Regions from separate parts of the Mus musculus genome. Here region 2 is linked to region 1. A link is a contact called in public HiChIP or PLAC-seq data. All regions are on one chromosome and are shown on one strand. The core of a region is the stretch at or near the end of the contact, and the rest is flanking DNA. Distances in the headings are between cores, read along the strand shown. Region 1 holds the start of Shfl (shiftless antiviral inhibitor of ribosomal frameshifting). Region 2 holds the start of S1pr5 (sphingosine-1-phosphate receptor 5).

Region 1 (5,141 bases), core at 773-3,272:
GCCCCAACAACTAAGCTACAGCCCAGCCCTGATTTTTACTACTTTTTTTATTTTTCCTTTTTTGGTTTTTGGTTTTTCAAGACAGAGTCTCTCTGTGTAGTCTTGGCCATCCTAGAACTCACTTTGTAGATCAAGGTGGCCTCAAACTCACAGAAATCCACCTGCCTCCGGAGTGCTGGGATTAAAAGTGTGCACCAGCACCACCTGGCTCTGGGTTTTACTTTTGATTGGCACGTGTCTGCACATTTTTGGGCACTACAGTGAGACTTTTTGCCACCAGTGATCATGAAATAATGATAGAAACGGCATACTAGCCTGGCCAGCACAGCAGAGTTCTTCCTGTGGCTCTGCAGGGTCTCTTCTAGCTATTTTGAAACAGTCAGGCTGTTCCTGACCCAGTCAGCTCAATGGAATTTACTCTTGCATTCAAATTGTAACACTGTAACCCTTGACCAGGCGCTTTCCACCTTCCCACCTCTGCCCTGCCCCTCTCTGCTTCTCCAACAGTTTCTTTAGTCTCCACTGACTGAATGAGATCTTAGGCAGCTTGACATAATGCCCTCCAGCCTTATACCTGTTGCAGTAAGTAATGAGGCTTCTTCTTTCTTATGGGTGAGTAATATTCCATGGTGTGTCCACGCTGCATTTTCTTTATCCATTCACCTATTAATGGACATCGCGTGAACAATACAGCAATGCACACAGGCGCAAGTATCCGGCACTCATTAACAAGCTGGTTTCCTTTCCTACAGGCATTTTCCCCAATAGTTGACAGATCTTATGCTCATTGTATTCTGTGAGGAACTTCTATCCCACTTTCCATAACAGCTATAGTATTTCAATATAACTTATTGATGACTATCCATTTGGAGGTGTTCCTTTCAGGCTTGCGTAGAGACCAGGGCCCGATGCTCACATGATTCTCGGCTTTAGATTTACAATGTGGATTCCTTGGAGCCAGAAGTCTACAAGGGTGTAAGGGGCCAGGAGTTGGCTTTTCTTCACATTTTTACTCTGCTTCCAACCAGCATGACACTTCAAAGGTCACCTGGTGACTGATGCAATATCTATGTCCCACATTGTGCTAAGTGACATTAATCCCCCTGGAAAACCAAACACGGTGGCTCACAGCTGTAATCTCAGTGCTACAGAGCGAAGGCTGGAGGACCACCATACCATACGTTTAAGGACAGCCACGGCTATACAATGAGACCCCCAGCATTCAGAAGGTGGAAGCAGGAGGATGGTGAGTTCAAAGTCATCCTCAGCTACATAGAAAGTTCCAGAGTAACCTGGACCATAAGGGCCACCATTGAAACTATGGGGCCTGGGAAAGAGGCTGAAGGGGAGGGTAGATCAGTTTCCATTTCCCCCTCTCTGGCTTTGGTCTCCGGTTCACTGTTAAACCACCTTATCTGCACCTGTGGCATCCACCTTTGGTGGTGGTGGGAGCCAGATCACCCAGCAAAGATTTCTGTGCTCCTGGATCATAGTGAGACCCAAGCTCTGTACCGAAAGGGGCAAGGCAGAGGTTCACTGGGAAGAAGGTATTTAAACGGGGTGAAAAAGCCCAGGCCTCTTAGATTCTGGGGCCCATTCTCTGGAGAAGTCTGTAAAACTTGCTAAAAAAAAAATAATAAAAAAAATAAAAAATCTTTCATTTCATTTTGTCCTAGGATGTTCCCCTCCCCCCCCCCCTTTTTCTTTTTTTCTTTTTTGAAACTGGGTCACACATAGTCTAGGACATCCTTGAACTCCTGATCTTTTTGCATCCACCTTCCAACTGCTGGAGTGACAGGTGTGTGTCACCATGCCTATCTTGCATGCCCATTTTACAGAGGAGGAAACTGAGGCTGAGAGTGTGGGAATTAGAGAGAGAAGCCGTGGGAGTTAGAACTGCTGAGCATAGCAAAACGCCACGGTGGTCCGAAGACGCTTCGGGTTCTGCATAGGAGGAGCAGCGAGGGAGCACCGAACTGTGGTGCGGCTCCGCCCCCAAGGGGGACGTGAAGACGCGGACCCCGCGCAGCGTGGGGACATGTGACCGACTGCAGAGGCCGCGCTGCTGCGCAGGACGCGGTGAGGCGCGCTCGGAGGCCCGGGAGCACCACCCGGGAGCACTACAGGGCGCGTGAGCAGACGCGTGGCCGCAAGGCCTGCGCGGGGTCTCCTCAGGGTCCCCAGCTTTACGTAGAAACGAAACTGAAAGAGGGGCCCGAGGGAGGCGGAGCTGCGGCGACGCCACCCAGGCTTGCGAGGCCCGGACCCAGGCGCAGCCAGGTGTGCTCCGGCCACCATGGCTCAGGATGGCGTGGAGGTAGGACAGCCGCGCCACCGGCGGCGCGGAAAGGGCTCCCGGGAACACCCCTGCCCCCTGGGCTGTTTCCCTCCTCTATCCCTGGGCACAGTGGGGCTGTAGGGTCAGAGGTCAGAAGGAAAGGGGGTAACCTGGCCTGCATCCCGCCACACACACACACACACACACACACACCGCCAGACCCCAAATTCGCACCGGGGAGGCTGGGACGCGCCGCAGTCTCCACCATCCCCCAATGCCTGGAGAACTTCGGATTTTTCCAGGAAATGGCTTAAAGGGGGGGGGGGATGGGGATGCGGAGGCCAGAAGCCAGGGTCAAGTTCAGGAGAATGAAGGTGCGGGGGCTGCTCCCCGTCGCCGGCGACATCAGAGCTTATCCCCCCTCTATCCTAGTTGGAGAAGAGCGTCAGGCGCCTCCGGGAGAAGTTTCATGGGAAAGTGTCCCCCAAGAAGGCAGGGGCTCTTATGAGGAAGTTTGGCAGCGACCACACCGGAGTTGGGCGCTCTATCGTGTATGGTGAGTCAGCCCTGGTGGGGGGGACACTGAGTGGGTGTGGTTTCAGAATTGCTGTAGCGCTTTAGCGACCCTGGCTCCGTTTAACCGGAGGCTCTCCACCGCCTGGAACTCCTACACCCTTCAAGAGCCCCTCCCATGTTCTCCCACTAGGTGTCAAGCAGAAAGACGGACAGGAGCTGAGCAACGACCTGGACGCTCAGGTAACCTCCCCCTGTCCCCAAAGGAAGGGGGATTCCCATTCTCTTGTCAGAAGGAACAATCAGTGAGTGCTCCCCTTACCATCTAGGGTCCTTTCCTTTCTCAAGCAGCCTTCAAACAGTAGGTGCTCATTACATGCTGATTACCTCAAATGGAAGAGACAGGACAGTAGGATAAGGAGACTGAATGTCGAAGAAAACTCAAGGCAACCCTTTCTTGCATAAGAAGAAAGTCTGAGCTGGGCAGATCCTGGGAAGAAAGACGCCTGGACAGGAGGGATGAAGGAATCAAGGCAATATGGTTGTTTTGCTCCTCGGCTTCTGTTTGCTTGAAAGACATAGCAGAGTTTTTGTTTTGTGTAAGACAGAGTCTTTACATAGCTCAGCCCTGGACTTCCCTGAAATTCACTAGATAGGCCAGGCTGGCTTTGAACTCACAGAGATCCACTTGCCTCTGCTTACCAAGAGCAGGGGATCAAGGCGTGTACCACCTTGCTGGGCATCTAAAAGAATCCTACCAATGATATTCTTTTGCTTTAGGTCTATAAACAATATGATAAGATAATAATAATAATAGCAGGAAGTCGCCTTCATGGAGAGCACGAGTGAGGCAGATCTCCAGGCCTTGGTTCATGTCCTACCCCTCCTCAGGGTCCCAGGAGGCAATCCAATTGCACAGGAACCCAGCCCGGGGACACGACACTCACCAGGTTCCAGAGACCAGCAGTTGACTTCAGGGAATCAGACTCTAGCCACTTGGAACGAAGCCTGGGCTCTGAGAGGCCCCTCTGTGAAGACCGCCATCCCTCATCAGGGAGCAACTGAGCAGCCAATTAGGCTTGCAGCTAGCTGCTTGCAAGCCCCAAAGCCCAGAGCTTTGTAGTGTGGCCAGGGGACAGAGAGATGGCTTAGCAGTTAAGAGCACTTGCTGCTCACATAGGATCCCAGCTCCAAAATGGGACCGCTCACAACCACTCCAAGTTCCAAGGGGTCTGACACCCTCTTCTGGCGTCCATGGGCACTGCACATGTATACATGCACATGGGAAGAGACACACATAGACATTTTTAAACGTTTTAGTGTTTAAAACCATGTGGCATCTGAGGCCAGTTGTCACATGTGTGGCCTCTGCGAGGTCATGCAGGGCTCTGGGTTCCATGGGCTATGATCACTGAGTGAATCCAGATTCTGGGCCATCTAGGAAATGAAAATAGCAAATGTATCCAGTTCTCAAGGACTTTGGGGACATTGTGCTTTTGTCTGTTTTTACAGTACTGGGGATTGAACTTGGGACTCCATAGTAGACAAGGGTTCTAATGCTAAGCCACGCCCCCAGCCTTCTCTAGTTACATGCAATCCTCCTGTGTCACCAGACCCAGCTCCAGTAACTAACTGGAAAGCTCTCAACACAGGCAATAATGTTTCATCTCTGCTAGAGCTACACAGAGCCAGGGTCCTGTCTCCATGGCTTCTGCCCCTCTCAACATGGGTATAGCACTCTGAGAGTATTTCCGGTTCTGCCTTCCCCTTCCGTGTCTCCCCTCAGGACCCACCAGAGGACATGAAGCAAGACCAAGATATCCAGGTGCGTTGGTGGCTGGAATGGGCAAGGGTATGGATGGAGGAGGTGCAGGGAAGATACTGTCCCCCGGGCAGGAGCCATGTGTTCACTGTGGGCTCCAGAGGCAGAGGTGACCTTTTTGTCCGCGTTCATCCATGTTGCAGGCAGTAGCCACCTCTCTGTTGCCCCTGACGCAAGCCAATCTTCGAATGTTCCAAAGAGCCCAAGATGACCTCATCCCTGCCGTGGACCGACAGTTTGCCTGCTCCTCCTGTGACCATGTATGGTGGCGCCGTGTACCCCAGAGGAAAGAGGTGATAAACCCTTCCTATACCCCATTCCTGACCCCCGTGTCCAGAAGTTATTTCTAACTGAAGGTCATCAACGGGGCAAGGGGAGGTGTTCCATGCACGTGTGTGTATGAGTGTATCTATGTGTATGTTATGTGCAAGTGGAGGCCAGGGTTCGGTGGTAGGTGTGTTCCTCAGTTGCCCTCCAACTTATTTTTTGAGACAGGGCCTCTCACTGAACCCTGCAGCTCATCAGTTA
Region 2 (5,141 bases), core at 1,857-4,356, 380 kb after region 1:
TGGATATAGACACTCCACACGGAGACTATCTGGAAGGACTAGCCTGTCCTCATGGTAGCTCAGGCCTGTAATTCCAGCATTTGGGAAGCAGAGGCAAAGGTTCAGAAGTTCAGAGCCAGCCTTAGTCTGGAAAGATAGCTTAGCGATTAAGCCCTCTTGCCACACTATTCCAGAGGACTCAGGTTTAGTTCCCAGGACCCATATCAGACAGCTCAAAACCGCCTGCAACTTCAGCACCAAGGAACCACCCCTGTGCTGGGCATTTGCACACGGGTATATACTCGAAGTACTACTACTGGCTACATAGTGAGTTCTAGGCTAGCAAGCCTCCCAAACCAATACAACCACCCCAGCAAGATGGCTCAGCAGGTAAATGCCTGCCACCAAGCCCGATGACTTGAGTTTAATCCCCAGGATGTACATGATGGAAGGAGACAAGTGACTCCAAAAAGTTGTTTTCTTACCTACACAACACACAAAACAAATTAATAAAAGTTAATAGAGTATTTGGTTTTAAAAAAAAGAAAAAACAAGCCGGGCACGCCTTTAATCCCAGCACTTGGGAGGCAGAGGCAGGTGTATCTCTGAGTTCCAGGCCAGCCTGGTCTACAGAGTGAGCTCCAGGACAGCCAGGACTACACAGAGAAAACCCTGTCTCGAAACCCCCCCCCCAAAAAAAAAAAGGAAGAAAGAAAGAAAGAAAGAAAGAAAGAAAGAAAGGAAAGAAAGGAAGAACTAACCTCCTGTAACCGGCACTCCAGAAGCAGACACAGGAGAGCGGCTATTGGAAATCTGGGGGGAGTAAGCTGGGCATTTGGTGTACACCGGTTCCCCAGCAATTGCCAGCGGAGGATCAGGACTTCAAGGTTATCGTTCTCTACACAGTAAGTTCGAGGCCTGTGTCAAGATTAAATAAAATAAAAAGGAACTATTGTAACACAAAAGCAGAGGCACATCCAGATGCATGCCCACTCATAAACAAAGGAGAATTCCAAAAATCATTGCTACACAGACAACCACAGATAGGGACACTAAATAAGGAAGGGGTTCCACATGGACAGGACACAGACACACTGGCCTGGCTGGGGACCTGTAGCTCAGCGAAAGCCTAACATGCTCAGGTGGCCTGAGCTCCAGAGCCAGCATTGGCTTCCTCCCCCTCCCAAACATGCAGATTCAGTGACAGAAGCCACCACAGGGGCTCAGCCCTGAGAATGGTCTCACACCCAGTAGCACAATTTCACAACCTCCACCCACAACCAGCCTGGGGCCCAGGGCCCCATATTGCACATGAGAAACACATGGGCTTTTCCTTGGTTTTTTTTTTTTTTTTTTTTTTTTTTTAATGTTGCTGGGTGGTGGTGGTGGCAGTGGTGAGGCACACCTTTTTTTTTTTTTTAATTAGGTATTTTCTTCATTTACATTTCCAATGCTATCCCAAAGTCCCCCATACCCTCCCCCCCACTCTCCTACACCCCCACTCCCACTTCTTGGCCTTGGCGTTCCCCTGTACTGAGGCATATAAAGTTTGCAAGACCAAGGGGCCTCTCTTTCCGCTGATGGCCGACTAGGCCATCTTCTGATACATATGCAGCTAGAGACACGAGCTCCAGGGGAACTGGTTAGTTCATATTGTTGTTCCACCTATAGGGTTGCAGACCCCTTTAGCTCCTTGGATACTTTCTCTAGCTGCTCCATTGGGGGCCCTGTGATCCATCCAATAGCTGACTGTGGGCATCCACTTCTGTGTTTGCTAGGCCCCAGCATAGCCTCACAAGAGACAGCTATATCAGGGTCCTTTCAGCAAAATCTTGCTAGTGTATGCAATGGTGTCAGCGTTTGGGAGGCACACCTTTAATCCCAACACTTGGGAGGCAGAGGCAGGTGGATCTCTGTGAATTAGAGGCCAGCCTGGTCTACAGAGTGAGTTCCAGGGTAGCCAGGGCCACTCACAGAAACCCTGTCTTGAAAAACAAAGCACAAAACAAACAAACCAACAACAACAAAAAAAGAAAAGTTATTTCCTCCAAGCGCCAGTGAGAATGTTGATCCTGGTCACTGCACATTCAGAGGACCTCAGTAGAGACACACATGTCATTAAATCACAGTGACTCTTCTAAAAGCCACTTACCCTTTAATCCTCTCAGCAATTCCTCCCTCAGTCCCAATTTACAGATAAACAAAAACAGGTTCCTAAAAAAATACCTTGAGAGGCTGGTGAGATGGCCAGTGGGAAGGCTGGCGAGATGGAACCCACACAGTGTAAAGAGAGAGCCAACCTCGCAAGCTGTCTTCAGACCTCCACATTTGTGATGTTTGTGGCATGCATACATCCACAGTCCCACCCATCCACCAACACACATACACACACACACACACACACACACACACACACACGTAAATCAGATTTTAAAATAAATTGTTTTGAGACAGTCTTCGTATGCAGCCTGCTGGCCTGGGTCTAGATAGACCAGGCTGACCTGAAACTTACAGAGCTCCAACTGCTTCTGCCTCCCAAGTGTTGGGATTAAAGGCACACATACATCACCATGCCCTGAAATTTTTTACAACAAGAAATGCCCTTCATAGAAGCCTTGGAAAAGACAGGCCCGGGACACAGATCTCTCAATACCTGGAAGGCAAAGGGACAAAGAGGTCCCAGACAGTTTCTGAGGAGCACAAACAGACTTAGAAGTACTGGGCCACTTTGAGTGCTGGAGAGGCATCAAATACAGATACAGGTTAAACAGCTTTCTCTGCTCGGTTCACTCGGGAGAGGGTAGGACTTTTGTACCAACACCTCCAATGACCTGACATGCCTGGAAATGATATTAGGAAAAGTTTGAAGGAGCCCAGCCAGGCTGAGCTGGAGGGTTCCTGGGGTCCTCACTCCCCTTCAGGCCTACAAGTACCCTTGGAGTTTTCAGTTTTCTCTGCTGGGGGTCCCATAAAGGATCTAGAAACCCCAGCAAGGAGCGCTGTGCATTTCCAGCCGTCAATTGCTCCAAGGAGCCGAGTCCCACTTCCCGCAAGTTCCCCTAGTGCTGGACACTCACCCTTGCGCCTGGGTCCGGTCGTGTGCCCTAGGCGGTGCGCCTGGGAACACTGGACGGCTGCAATGGGGGCGGGGCTGGAAGTGGCAAGCCTAAGGGCGGGCCCGCGACGCCAAGTGTCGGCGAACGCCCGCATTTTCCCCCTCCTTCTCCCAGCCCGGGGTTGCCAGCCTGTGCCACCCGCCGCGGCACCGGAGAGCGCCTCAGCGGCGACTGGTACCAGCAAGTCCTAGCTTCTCCCTCGGGTCCCTCCCGGGGACACTCGGGGTGGGAGGGCCCAGAATCGCAGGAAAGAGAGGGTTTTTCTAGGTGAATCACTCTTCTACTCCAGATAAGGGGTCCTGTCTGTCCTCTGATGTCTGGACCCCTGAGCCTGCATTCCAAAGACAACTCAATGGCGCAGCACATGGGCAGCACAATTTAAGAGATACTTTTAGTGGGCGCGACTGCTGGAGTCTTCTGGTCCTCACCGGGTGGGGACAAGTCTCCTCTGGACAGCAGCACAGAGCCCTTCTCTACTTTCTGAGGGACAAGAGAGAGGAGGGGCAGGTACGAGAGGGATAGTGTAGGTGGAGGGAACTTCCAGGTCCCCAAATAAGTAGGATCTGACTCCTCCCGCCCAAAGGCTTCTCTGTCTCCGCCCCACTTCTTTCAACCTTTAGGGTCGAAATCATGAAATATAGCACTTGTGTTTATGGTGTCAGGGATTTGAGGCTGTCTTGGGCACAGATTATGGCCAATAAACACTTCTGAATGAATAAGGTAGTAAATGACAAATGGATATCTACTCGCTATGTCTCTCTCCCCTAGGGTCTCATTTAAAATTTCTTTCTTTCCTTCTTGTTTTTGTTTTTGTTTTTTTTCGAGACACGATTTCTCTGTGTAGTCTTGGCTGTCCTGGTACTCAGCTCCGTAGCTGGCCTCAAAGATCTGCCTGCCTCTGCCTCCTGAATGCTAGGATTAAAGGCATGTGCTACCAGTCCTGGCTTTAAATTGCTCTTAAAATCATGCTTATTTATGTATTTGTATGTGTGCATGCGTGTGTGTACTATGTCATATGTAGGGAAATCAGACAACAACTTGTCGAAGTTGCTTTTCTCCCCCACACCCCATGTGGGTCCCCAGAATTGAACTCTGATCACAATATGATCCATTTTTCTGGCTTCTCTCAGATCCTCTTGGTATCTGTTTCTCCCTGTGTCTTTGTGTGTGTGTGTCTCTTCCACACTGTCTGTGTCGCTCTTCTACACCTCTCTCAGGCCACTCCTCCAGCAGATCAGACTCAGCTGGCACTACCCACCCCGCCCCTCCCCCGCCTGCCCCTTTAATTCCCAAGAGATTCCTGCTAGGGCCCAGCTCTTCCAACCTCAGACCTGTGCCCACAGTCCGGTTTCTGGTGTCTCTTTGAATGACCTTCCTGGGGACTATGCCCTTTGCCCAGGGTCATTCAGCCCCAGCTAACCGGCTGGGGGAGGGGGCAGGGTGAGAGGTGAGTACATATTAGAAGTAGCATGGAGAAGTCATAAGGAGTGAGTCTAGAGTTGTTGCCGGAATGTCTCAGGCTAGGTCACACCTCCGTTGAACCCTTTGGGAGAGCTCTCTAATGTAGCCCCCTGTGGGATCCCCATGGCTGCAGCCAGACCCAGCTGTTCCAGTAGGCAGAACCGCTCCTACTAGTTTTAACCAATAGAAACCATGCGCCCGACAGCATAGCCAATGGGATGTATGGGTCAGGCCTTAGGTGCTTGGCTCCTCACAACTCAAAGACCAGGCATTAGGGGTGTGTGTGTGTGTGTGTGTGTGTGTGCCTGAGAAATGAATCCCTGCCGCGCCTAGTAACAGTAGGCGCTTGACAAATGGTCTTCTGTATCAAAGGGGAAGCAGTGTGGGAGGTGGCTGCTTCACACCTCCCAGGCGACAATATCACCTCCTGTGAGCCCTGTCAAGCACGGTGGGACTCTTCCGGCTCTCTGGTGGTCATAGGTCCCAGGCCCAGAGCCCTCCAGTCCTGCAGAAATCTTGCTTTCTTTTCCATAGACTGGGACTTAGGCTGCAGCGACCTGGACTGATGTCAGGCGTTACACTGAC

Evidence for each region. HiChIP or PLAC-seq counts read pairs in DNA pulled down with a chosen protein or histone mark.
Region 2: a contact with region 1 is called in an H3K4me3 HiChIP or PLAC-seq map of stem cell-derived neural progenitor cells, with 6 times the contacts expected there. The contact joins the promoter of S1pr5 here to the promoter of Shfl in region 1. A contact is called at or near these places in 2 of 39 promoter capture datasets (hippocampal neurons and liver), 2 of 484 Hi-C or Micro-C datasets (embryonic stem cells and liver), 2 of 115 datasets of contacts at active chromatin or transcription factors (embryonic stem cells and stem cell-derived neural progenitor cells) and 3 of 9 other capture datasets (adipose tissue, liver and pancreatic islet).

The regions. Positions count from the first base shown.
Region 1 is chr9:20,866,620-20,871,760 of GRCm38.p6, forward strand. Shfl (shiftless antiviral inhibitor of ribosomal frameshifting) reads left to right here and starts at 2,023. Exons shown (of 8, transcript NM_175687.2): 1 at 2,023-2,317; 2 at 2,711-2,834; 3 at 2,985-3,034; 4 at 4,578-4,616; 5 at 4,757-4,906. The coding sequence starts at 2,297.
Region 2 is chr9:21,245,337-21,250,477 of GRCm38.p6, forward strand. It overlaps S1pr5 (sphingosine-1-phosphate receptor 5), which reads right to left and starts at 3,107. Exons shown (of 3, transcript NM_053190.2): 1 at 3,057-3,107; 2 at 741-897.